Regions from separate parts of the Macaca mulatta genome. Here region 2 is linked to region 1. A link is a contact called in public Hi-C data. All regions are on one chromosome and are shown on one strand. The core of a region is the stretch at or near the end of the contact, and the rest is flanking DNA. Distances in the headings are between cores, read along the strand shown. Region 1 holds the start of BCKDHA (branched chain keto acid dehydrogenase E1 subunit alpha). Region 2 holds the start of B3GNT8 (UDP-GlcNAc:betaGal beta-1,3-N-acetylglucosaminyltransferase 8).

What was found. Hi-C and Micro-C count contacts between places; a contact is called where the count stands out from the background.
Region 2: a contact with region 1 is called in a Hi-C map of cortical neurons, with 2.3 times the contacts expected there. The contact joins the promoter of B3GNT8 here to the promoter of BCKDHA in region 1. A contact is called at or near these places in 3 of 14 Hi-C or Micro-C datasets (blood, cortical neurons and fetal cortex germinal zone).

The regions. Positions count from the first base shown.
Region 1 is chr19:52,542,853-52,548,035 of T2T-MMU8v2.0, forward strand. BCKDHA (branched chain keto acid dehydrogenase E1 subunit alpha) reads left to right here and starts at 1,532. Exons shown (of 7, transcript XM_077983049.1): 1 at 1,532-1,649. The coding sequence starts at 1,542. It overlaps EXOSC5 (exosome component 5), which reads right to left and starts at 1,109. Exons shown (of 6, transcript XR_013410724.1): 1 at 897-1,109.
Region 2 is chr19:52,575,295-52,580,176 of T2T-MMU8v2.0, forward strand. It overlaps B3GNT8 (UDP-GlcNAc:betaGal beta-1,3-N-acetylglucosaminyltransferase 8), which reads right to left and starts at 3,175. Exons shown (of 3, transcript XM_015124102.3): 1 at 3,042-3,175; 2 at 1,742-2,016; 3 at 1-1,268. The coding sequence starts at 1,236. The coding sequence ends at 43.

The DNA.
Region 1 (5,183 bases), core at 282-2,781:
CGTGCACACTGGAGTACAATGGCACAATCTTGGCTCACTGCAACTTCTGCCTCCTGGGTTCAAGAGATTCTCCTGCCTCAGCCTCCCCAGTAGCTGGGATTACAGGCGCCCACCACCATGCCTGGCTAATTTTTGTACTTTTAGTAGAGTCGGGGTTTCGCCATGTTGGCCAGGCTGGTCTCGAACTCCTGACCTCAGGTGATCCACCCGCCTTGGCCTCCCAAAGTGTGGGGATTACAGGCGTGAGCCACTGTGCCCAGCCTCCTGTCTCAAACGTTAAAGAGAAATATTCTTGGAGTTAATCTGGTTCTGAGAGTTATTTAGCTAGGGGAAGGGGATATTTGCCCTATAGGTAAGACTTGCCCTAATCTTAGGGATATTTACTCCTGTGGAGAGATGCAGTGAGGTAGCGGTGGGGATGTATTTTTCAACCCAGGGCAGTGACATTATCTTCAATTTGAGGAGTATTTACGTGGGTGAAAGATCCGCCACAGTCCAGAGTATGCAAATTGACAGGTTTGCGTCAGTCCGGGATGCAAGGACCTAGCGGGCGTGTGTGTGGGGCGGGCGGGGGCGGGGGTGAGGAGGAGGAACCTAGTTAAGGGCGATATTTACCCTGGTGAGGTGATTTTCCCTATTCTGAAATATCAATTCTTGCGGGGACGGTCTGCCCCGCCTGTCATTCTCAGACATATTTACAAAGATGGAGCTATCTTCTCCTTTCTAGTCGTGAGGGAGAGATGTATGTATCCCTGCGTATGTAGTAGTATTCAATCGGACAAGAAATCATGTATCAACGCAGGAGTGACATTTACCAGCTGGTATCATGGGGAGATGGGCACTCCGTTGCACGGTACATGGTAGTCCCTCTCCAAAAGACCTGGGTAAGTTCTTACCTTGCAGGAAGGAAGCAGAGCCATCTGGCCGCGACAGCAGGTTCTGTTCGCAGGCAAAGTGCCGGAGGCTGCAGCCGGGACCCCGAGGGCTGCACCCTGTTCCAATTTCAGCGCGGATTTTGGCGTCAGTATGCATCTCCTCCTCCATCGCGCCGACCCCACGTGCGGCTGCGATTATCACTTCCGCCCGGCAGCGCGCGCTGCGAACACTCTGCGTAACCATTGCGCACGCGCTGGGCTCGGCCGTCAGTCCTGGCGTCCGCACGTGGCTTAGCGTTTACCAACAATCTGGCTCCGCCCAGTCCCACCTCCTAACTCTGGCAACGCCATTGGACAGTTGAGAACAGGAGGCAGGCCTTGGCAGTGACCTGTTTTACTCTGGGCCCCCGGGCCCTAAATCCCTGAGGCCGTGGTCAGGTTGCCCTCTTCTTTGCCTGTTACAGGAGTAACTACAATGAGGCGACTGGGGAAAATTTTGGGTAGATAGGTTTTCTTCTCCAAATCTCTGTGCATTCTATCTACAACAGAATGGGAAGAAGGTGATTTTCTTGTCAGATGGTGCTGGAGTTTGTGTCAGGCACATAAAGGGGCAGCCCCGAATCTAGCCTACGTGAGTGCCCTACCGCTGAGTGGTTGCTAGCCAAGATGGCGGTAGCGATCGCTGCGGCGAGGGTCTGGCGGCCAAACCGAGGCCTGAGCCAGGCTGCCCTCTTGCTGCTGTGGCGGCCTGGGGCTCGGGGACTGGCTAGATCTGTGAGTACCTGGGCCCCAGGGGGTTTTCCCAAAGGGGATTAGGGATGTAAAGGCTATCTTCAGAGTGTGGGGTCCCTGAAGGATATGAAGGAAGGGCTGTCACAGAAGGGAAAAAGAGTGGGAGACCCCTTGGAGAAGACACCGAAGGGAAGATCTGCCACTTCCTTAGAAGAAAAGAACTTCCACTTCTTCAGGAGAGGACAAAACCCGTTTGCAACTTCTTTGTGGGCCCTGAGGAAGGGAGACGACTTGAAGAGAGGGATGGGAGTTCCTTATTTATTTATTTAGTTAGTTTTTGAGGCGGAGTCTGGAGTGCAGTGGCCGGATCTCAGCTCACTGCAAGCTCTGCCTCCCGGATTCACGCCGTTCTCCTGCCTCAGCCTCCCGAGTAGCTGGGACTACAGGCGCCCGCCGCCACCCCCGGCTAATTTTTTTTTTTTGCATTTTTAGTAGAGACGGGGTTTCACTGTGTTAGCCAGGATGGTCTCGATCTCCTGACCTCGTGATCCGCCCACCTCGGCCTCCCAAAGTGCTGGAATTACAGGCGTGAGCCAGCGCGCCCGGCCGGGGGTTCCTTATTAACTGCCACTCGTATTCAGGGGAGGTTCCTTGGAGGGACAGGGGAAGACCGCGAGACCTTTTCCCTCAGGCTTTGGAGAATGAAACTGACTTTATAAAGGAGAGACTTTCTTCTGGGCAAAGATCCCTCTTCAAGAAGAAGAAAGAAGAGAGCAAGTCCCCTTATCGCAGGCTGCATAGGGCCTTGTATTTCTTTGCTCCTTTGCCACAATTCTGATTTTAAAATGAATTGTGTAAAAATTTTGTTTGGTTCCTGTGTCTCCTGATCGAATATCAAGACAGGGAACTCGTGTGTTCTGGACACTGTACAGAGGAGATGATTAATATTTGTTGAGTTAATGAGGGGAAAAACGGAGGGACAGAGGTACAGATAGGGCACTTTGCCCACATTTCTTAGAAACACTTGAGAAGGCTTTGTTTCTTGTCAAAAGGGTCACAATCCCTTCAGGTGGATGCTGTCAAAATTACACTGCAAAAAACCTGGGTGGAAGCCTCTCTTTAGAGGGGGAGAGGCAAGGGGTTGCAGAAGAGCTTTGAACTACATTTGACAGATAGGAGAGTAGTGGTTACATGGGTGGGTTCATGTCCTTGCTCTGCCACTTTCCACTTGTGTATTGGGCAACGGACTGCACCTCTCTGGATCTATGGACCTAATTTCCCTCTCTAAAATATTAACAGTGGCCACCTCATAGGACTGTGAAAAATTAATATGTAAAATGCTAAGGACTGGACCTGGCACATCATAAGGGCAATAGGAATGTTGGTCATTGTTGATAGTGAGGGTAGAGGGAAAGGACAGAAACTGACGTTGGAGATGGGGAGAAGAAAAGGGTGACCTTGGGAAGGCCTGGACTGGTGAGGCCCTGCGGAAAAAAATCTTAAAAGATCTTGTGAGGTTGAGTCTGATCCTCTGATCCCCAATCCATAAGGAGGAGAAGATGGAATCTGTAGAAAGAAGCTCTGGGTAGGGGGACAAACGGGAGGAGGGTGAAGAGGATGGGCCAGGAGTAGGACGTAGTAGGTATCTAGGAATGGAGTCACTTGAAACAGGTAAATGCAGAAGGGCTGCAGGAGCAAGATGTGGGTAGGGCAGTCTCCTGCCTTTGGGCTGGAGACCTTTTCACTTTTTTTTTTTTGGAGCAGTTCATATCCTCCACCGCTGATCTCAGTCCCAGGAGCCTATTGGCTGGGCAACTGGGGCGGGAAGTGGGCAGGACTGGGGCAGGGTAGGGAAAGGTCATTTAAGGCTGATTAAATCTTTCTCTCCTGTCTCAATCTCCTGATTACCTTTCCTCTTGCTTCCCCTCCTTCATTTGTGGTGAGGAATGGGGAGGGAAGAAGTCCCTACTTTTAATTTTTTAATATATCTTTAAATTTGTATTATCTTAGAGTTATTGTTTTTTCCCCTTTATTTCTCCCACCTGTTCTTTCTCTCTTCTTTCTTTCCTCTCCTTCTCTTCTCCTCTCCTCCTCCCCTCCCCTCTCCTTTTTCTTTTCTTGTCTTGTCTCGTCTTGTCTCTTCTCTTTTGTTGCTCTCTTTCTTTCTGTACCTCTTTCTCTCTTTTCTTTTTCTTTTTTTTTTTTTTTCTTTTTCTTTTCCTTTTTTTTGAGACAGAGTTTCGCTCTCTTGCCCAGGCTGGAGTGCAGTGGTGTAATCTTGGCTTACTGCAACCTCTGCCCACTGGGTTCAAGCAATTCTCCTGCCTCAGCCTCCCTAGTAGCTGGGATTACAGGCGTGCACTATCACGCCTGGCTAATTTTTGTATTTTTGGTAGAGATGGGGTTTCACTATGTTGTCCAGGCTGGTCTCGAACTTCTGGCCTCAAGTGATCCACCTGTCGGCCTTGAAAGTCATGAGCCACTGCACCCAGCCTTTTCTTTCTTTTTTTGAGACAAGGTCTCACTCTGTTGCCTAGGCTGGAGTGAGTGCAGTGGTATGATCATGGCTCACTGCAGCCTCAACCTCCTGGGCTCAAGCAATCCCCCCACCTCAGCCTCCTAAGTAGCTGGGACCACAGGCACATGCTACCATGCCTGGCTGATTTTTAATTTTTTTTTTTTTTTTTTTTTTTGAGATGGAGTCTTGCTCTGTTGCCGAGGCTGGAGTGCATTGGCACAATCTTGGCTCACTGCAACCTCCACCTCCCAGGTTCAAGTGATTCTCCTGCCTCAGCCTCCTGAGTAGCTGGGACTACTGGCGTGCACCACTGTACCCAGTTAATTTTTGTATTTTTAGTAGGGATGGAGTTTCACCATGTTGACCAGGCTGGTCTTGAACTCCTGACCTCAGATGATCTGCCCGCCTTGGCCTCCCAAAGTGCTGGGATTACAGGCATGAGCCATCGCGCCCGGCCGCGCCCAGCTAATTTTTAAATCTTTGTAGAGATGGAGTTTTGCCATGTTGTCCAGGCTGATCTCGAACTCCTGGACTCAGGCAATCTTCCTGCCTCAGCCTCCCAAAATGCAGGATGACAAGGGTGAGCCACCTTGTCTGGGCATATTATTCAATTATGAGTTTAAGTAGCCACAAGTGGGCTGGGCGCGGTGGTTCACGCCTGTAATCCCAGCATTTTGAGAGGTCAAGGTGGGCAGGTTGCGTGAGGTCAGGAGTTCGAGACCAGCCTGGCCAACATGGTGAAACCCTGTCTCTACTAAAAATACAAAAAAATTAGCCTGGCATGGTGGCGTGTGCCTGTAATCCCAGCTACTTGGTAGGCCAAGGCAGAAGAATTGCTTGAACCTGGGAGGTGGAGGTTGCAGTGAGCTGAGATCGCGCCACTATTCCCCAGCCTAGGTGACAGAGCAGCCCTTTGTCTCAAAAATAAAATTAATAGCCCAAGTGGTTGGTGGCTGCCATATTAGATGGTGCAGGGTTTTTTGTTTTGTTTTGTTTTTTGTTTTTTTTTTGCGATGGAGTTTTGCTCTTACTGCCTAGACTGGAGTGCAATGGCAGGG
Region 2 (4,882 bases), core at 1,925-4,424, 34 kb after region 1:
GGGCCCGGGCCAGGTCAGCACCTCCGCCCTCCCCACCGAGAGTCAGCACTGGAGCCTTGGGTCTTGCAGTTGTTTCCAGAGCCGAATGCTGGCCTGAGGGCCCAGGGGCCGTACTAGCAGCAGGTTGCGGAAAGCGCAGTGGTCCGCAGTGCGGTCTGCTGGCCAGGCTGTGAGGAAGCCTGGGTGGGCCTGGGGCACCAGGCCCAGGGCTCGGATGCAAAGGCCAGTGTAGACGTCCTCAATGGGGAAGGGTGCCACACGGGCTGCCGCCCGCAGCAGCCAGGGTGCCAGGCGCCCGGCAATGACGTAGCCACCCCCGCTTGCATAGGCTGGGTAGCCACCTTCGAAGAAGGACTCGGGCACGTAAAAGGGTCCTCCTGGCTTCCGGAGAGGCATGGCCTGCGTAAAGACCTCACCCAGGTAGAGGTTTCGGGCCGAGGCAGGTGGCAGGGCCCGCAGGTGAGCCAGCAGGGCAGGGGTGTGCACAAAGGCATCATCCTGGGCTCGCAGGACAAAACTCACGGCGGGGCAGTGGTGGCCCAGCCAGGCCAGCAGCAGCAGGTCTTTGAGCGTCTGGTTGAATGGGACGTCGAGGAAGTCCCAGAGCAGCAGGTCACTGTAGCGACGGCTCTCCCAGGCCACTAGTGAGTCTAGGTCAGGCCCTGCCTCACCCACCGGAGACCCTAGCAGGAAGAGCAGCCGGATCCCTGGAGCTGGACTGCCCCACGTCTCCCTCACGGCCTGTCGTTCTGCAAAGCGCCCTGGTTCTGACTTGACGGCCAACAGCAGGTAGGGGACATCAGTATCCGAGCAGCTGGAGACTTGGCCGCCACCACCTCCAGGCAGCCACTGTGGGAAGCTCCGGCAGGCTGCTGACAGCAGGAAACGACGGAGGTCCTTGGGGTAGGAGGTGAAGTCAGGGATCTCGGCGGCGGCGGCGGCCCCCCAAGCCTGGCAGCCCCCCGTTTCAGTGCTGTCCCCACTGGGCAGGGACCCCAGCCGCCACTGCTGCTGGTTCCAGTAAGCGAAGGGCAGCGGGCCAGTCTGGCCCAGGCGGGCGGAGAGGTTGGCAGGTAGGGTGGGCTCGGGGTTGGCTGGCGTGGGGCCTGGCGGGGTGCCCCGAGGGCTGGGGTAGGCCTTGCTGAGCCAGGACTCGGATGTCCACTCGATGTACACTTTGAGGCCCAGGAGTGTGAGCAGTGCTGACAGGCAGAGAAGGCACTTGGGGCAGCGCATGACCTGGCCCAGGGAAGGGGCGGCCGCGGGAGCTACAAGGGAGCCACAGGGGAGCCACGGAGGCCATTGGGGTGTGGGGATGGGCCTCCAGAGAGGGCCCAGCCAGGGCCCAGGCAGACAGCTTCACAATCTCCCATAGTCCCTGCCAACCCCCGTAACAGCTTCTCTCAGTCCCAGATCCTAAACAGCTCCCCTGACCCAGGGACCCCGTTGGTCCTTATTCCTAGACCTAGGAATCCCCCATTCCAATCCCATTCCAGCACCCTGTTCTTCCCACTCCGTCCAAATGTTTCCACCTTCCTAAGAGCCCAAGGGTCTACCTCTTCCCTGTCTCCATCCAGGACAAGGGACCCTGCCGTCTATCTCCTCCCTCTCCCTCCATTTATCGCCCTCACCAGGAAATCAGGAGCACGATTCCTAGCTCCCTGGGGTTAGAAACCCAGCGTGCCTCCCGCAACATCCCCACCCCAGGGACAGGGGAACCAGGGATCCCACGCCTTTTTACCTCTGGGTCTGGCTCCCACCAGCTCCGGGTGCTGGCCTCAGGTCAGGCCTCAGCTCCCTCTGATCTGCCTGCCCCAGCCCCTGCGTTGTCGACCGGCCAGGCCCAGCCCTGCCCAGCCAGTCCAGAGGGGCGGGGAGGGGAGCGGAGCGGGAGCAGGGAGGGCCCCAGGGGCCGGGGCGGGGCTGAGGCAGAAGGGAGGGAGGGAGGGAGGAGGGCAGGAGGCCGACCTGAGAGATGGAGCTCTGGCGTGTTAGGGCTGGTTTCTGGTAAGACAGCTGGGAAGGGTGCAGGGGGCAGCCACAGAAACAAGACGGGGGCGTTGCGAGGCCTAGGAGGGGAGAACCAGGGCCTGGGGAGGGAGGGGGTACCAGGGAGGGTGAGACTGAGGGCTGGGCCTGGGCTGGGGAGTGTCAGAGTGACCAGGGTGAGGCAGGGTCCCACTGAGGCAGAGATGGGGAGGCTGAGAGGCTGGCACCCGGCGGCGCCCATGGCCAGGAGGCGGCAGTGAATGTGCTGAGTGGGAAGGGATCGGCGGGCCCGCCAGAGAGAGGGATGTTTGTTGTGGCTGCCCAGTCAGGGTGGAGGGGGAAGGGGCTGGTGAGGAGGAGGAGAGACAGAGACATTGTGGAGAGGGAAGGGACGGCCCGGGAGCAGAGAGAGGAGAACTGGGGTGAGACAGGCGATGGAGAGAGCTGAGGGGGAGAGAGAGAAGACAGGAAAAGTGGGAAGGTGGCCAGGAGGGAGAGGGGGAGGGAAATGGAGATCCGAGAAAGATAAGGGGTTGCGGAAGCCCTGTGGGGTGCTCACGGGGGAAAGAGAGTTTGAGAGAGGCAGGTGGAGGGCAGAGGGGAGGGACTCAGGCTTCTGAGCCAGACCTGGGGAGTGAGTGGCGGAGAGGGAGCCAAGGGGAAGAACAGGAGAGGAAAAGACTGGAGCTTCAAGGGCAATAGAGGGTGACAGGGTGGGGCCCACAGGGAACCCCGGGAGCTAAGCTGACCCCCTGTACCTCCTCCACCCGGGCTGCCTGCCAGCAGGGTGGGAATCCGTTCCTACCTTACCCCCAACCTCCAGCCCTGGAGCCAGCCTCGCCCTGGGCCCCGCCCCTCCCCCAGGGGCGCTGTGACTCTGGGAACACTCACATCCAGCTCCCTGGGGCAGGAGAGGGTGTCTGCCTGTGTTTGCATCCCTGCCCTCCAGAGGTCCCTGCTGTTGGTACTGCATCAGCTCTCTAAAGACCTCCCAAGACATGGGGTGGGACTAAGGGGCTCCCACTAAGCCTGGGCTGACCCCTTCACTCCACCCTTGTTTGGGGGCAGGCCTGTCCCCATCATGGCAGGAACCCAGTCTGTCAGCAGCAGCAGTTGATCTGTCCAGCCCTGATTTCCTCCCCCCAAGTTTGAATAATGGAGCCTGTGGGAACAGCTGGAGGAAGAGAGTGGGGAGGAAGTGGTGAATGTTAATGGAATAATAGCTGGAGTGGGAAATGACAGCTAGGGGCTGGGGGCAGGAGCCCGAGCACCTCCTGAGGGAGTCTGCAAGTTCACTCTACCCTGGGGCTGGGAGAGAGGGACTCCAGACCCCTGGGCTCATCTAGCTTCTGGGGGCAGGGGGCGCTGCTCTTCCTGGAAGCATTAGGAAGCTTCGGAGGGGCCGGGTGCAGTGGCTCAAGCCTGTAATCCCAGCACTTTGGGAGGCTGAGACGGGCGGATCACGAGGTCAGGAGATCGAGACCATCCTGGCTGACACGGTGAAACCCCGTCTCTACTTTAAAAATACAAAAAACTAGCCGGGCGAGGTGGCGGCGCCTGTAGTCCCAGCTACTTGGGAGGCTGAGGCAGGAGAATTGCGTGAACCCGGGAGGCAGAGCTTGCAGTGAGCTGAGATCTGGCCACTGCACTCCAGCCTGGGCGGCAGAGCGAGACTCCGTCTCAAAAAAAAAAAAAAAAGGAAGCTTCGGAGGGTGCCTTTCTTTTTGCCTTTGCCATGTGCCTCAGCCTGGGTCCAATAAGGAGAGAGAAACCACACAGGAATGGGAATAGGGAAAGTTCAATATACAGAATGATTAACTCTACCATGGGATTGGCCAGTAAGGGGTGCCTTCTTGGGGAACATGGTTGGAGGGTGGACATGCTGGTGGAACATGATCATTCCAATCCAACACTTCCATCTCCCCAAGCCTTGGGACTCCCCTCATCCATCTTACGCTAGGGCAGTTCTGGTCTCTCTGCCTCATTAACTTTAGGCCACTGTTGGATCCAAGTTCCGGTTAGGTACCCAAGCAAGCTATTAGAACCACGTCCAGCTGCACAAGGTAACCCATGAAATCCAGAAGCTCTGGAAAGCGCACTGATGCCAGTAAATTTGGCCTGAGCTAGTGTTACATCCACCCTCATTGGTGTCACATGCTTAAAATCCACTTCTGCATGCATTCCCCAAGTTTCTGACTCTGTATATTTGCGAAGCCTTGTCATTCTCATCGTGTAAAAGCTGGCACCTGTCTACCTGGAGCAAGCCGATTTGACCCTAGGTATTTATGGGTCTAGAGGCAGCAAGGGGCGCTTGTGGTGAGTCTTAAGAAGAAAGGGGTGTATCCGTTATTTCTGTGTAAGAGCTGGCCATGAGAAAAAAAACTGGGGTGGGACAGTGGCTCACCCCTATAATCCCAGTACTCTGGGAGGCCAAGAGGGGAGGATCACTTGAGCCCAGGAGTTTGAGACCAGCCTGGGCAACATAGTGAGATCTTATCTCTAATTAAGAAAAAAAAAAAAAAGAATGGACAACCACTTTCAAGGTGTCTGCCCCTGGTGAGGTCATCACAAGATTTCTTTTTTTTTTTTTTTGAGACGGAGTCTCACTCTGTCACCCAGGCTGGAGTGCAGTGGTGTGATCTCCGCTCACTGCAAGCTCTGCCTCCCAGATTCACACCATTCTCCTGCCTCAGCCTCCCGAGTGGCTGGGACTACAGGCGCCTACCACCACGCCCGGCTAATTTTTTTGTATTTTTAGAAGAGATGGGGTTTCATCATGTTAGCCAGGATGGTCTTGATCTCCTGACCTCATGATCTGCCCGCCTTGGCCTCTCCAAGTGCTGGGATTACAGGCATGAGCCACCGCACCCGGCCTCTTTTTTTTTTTTGGCCT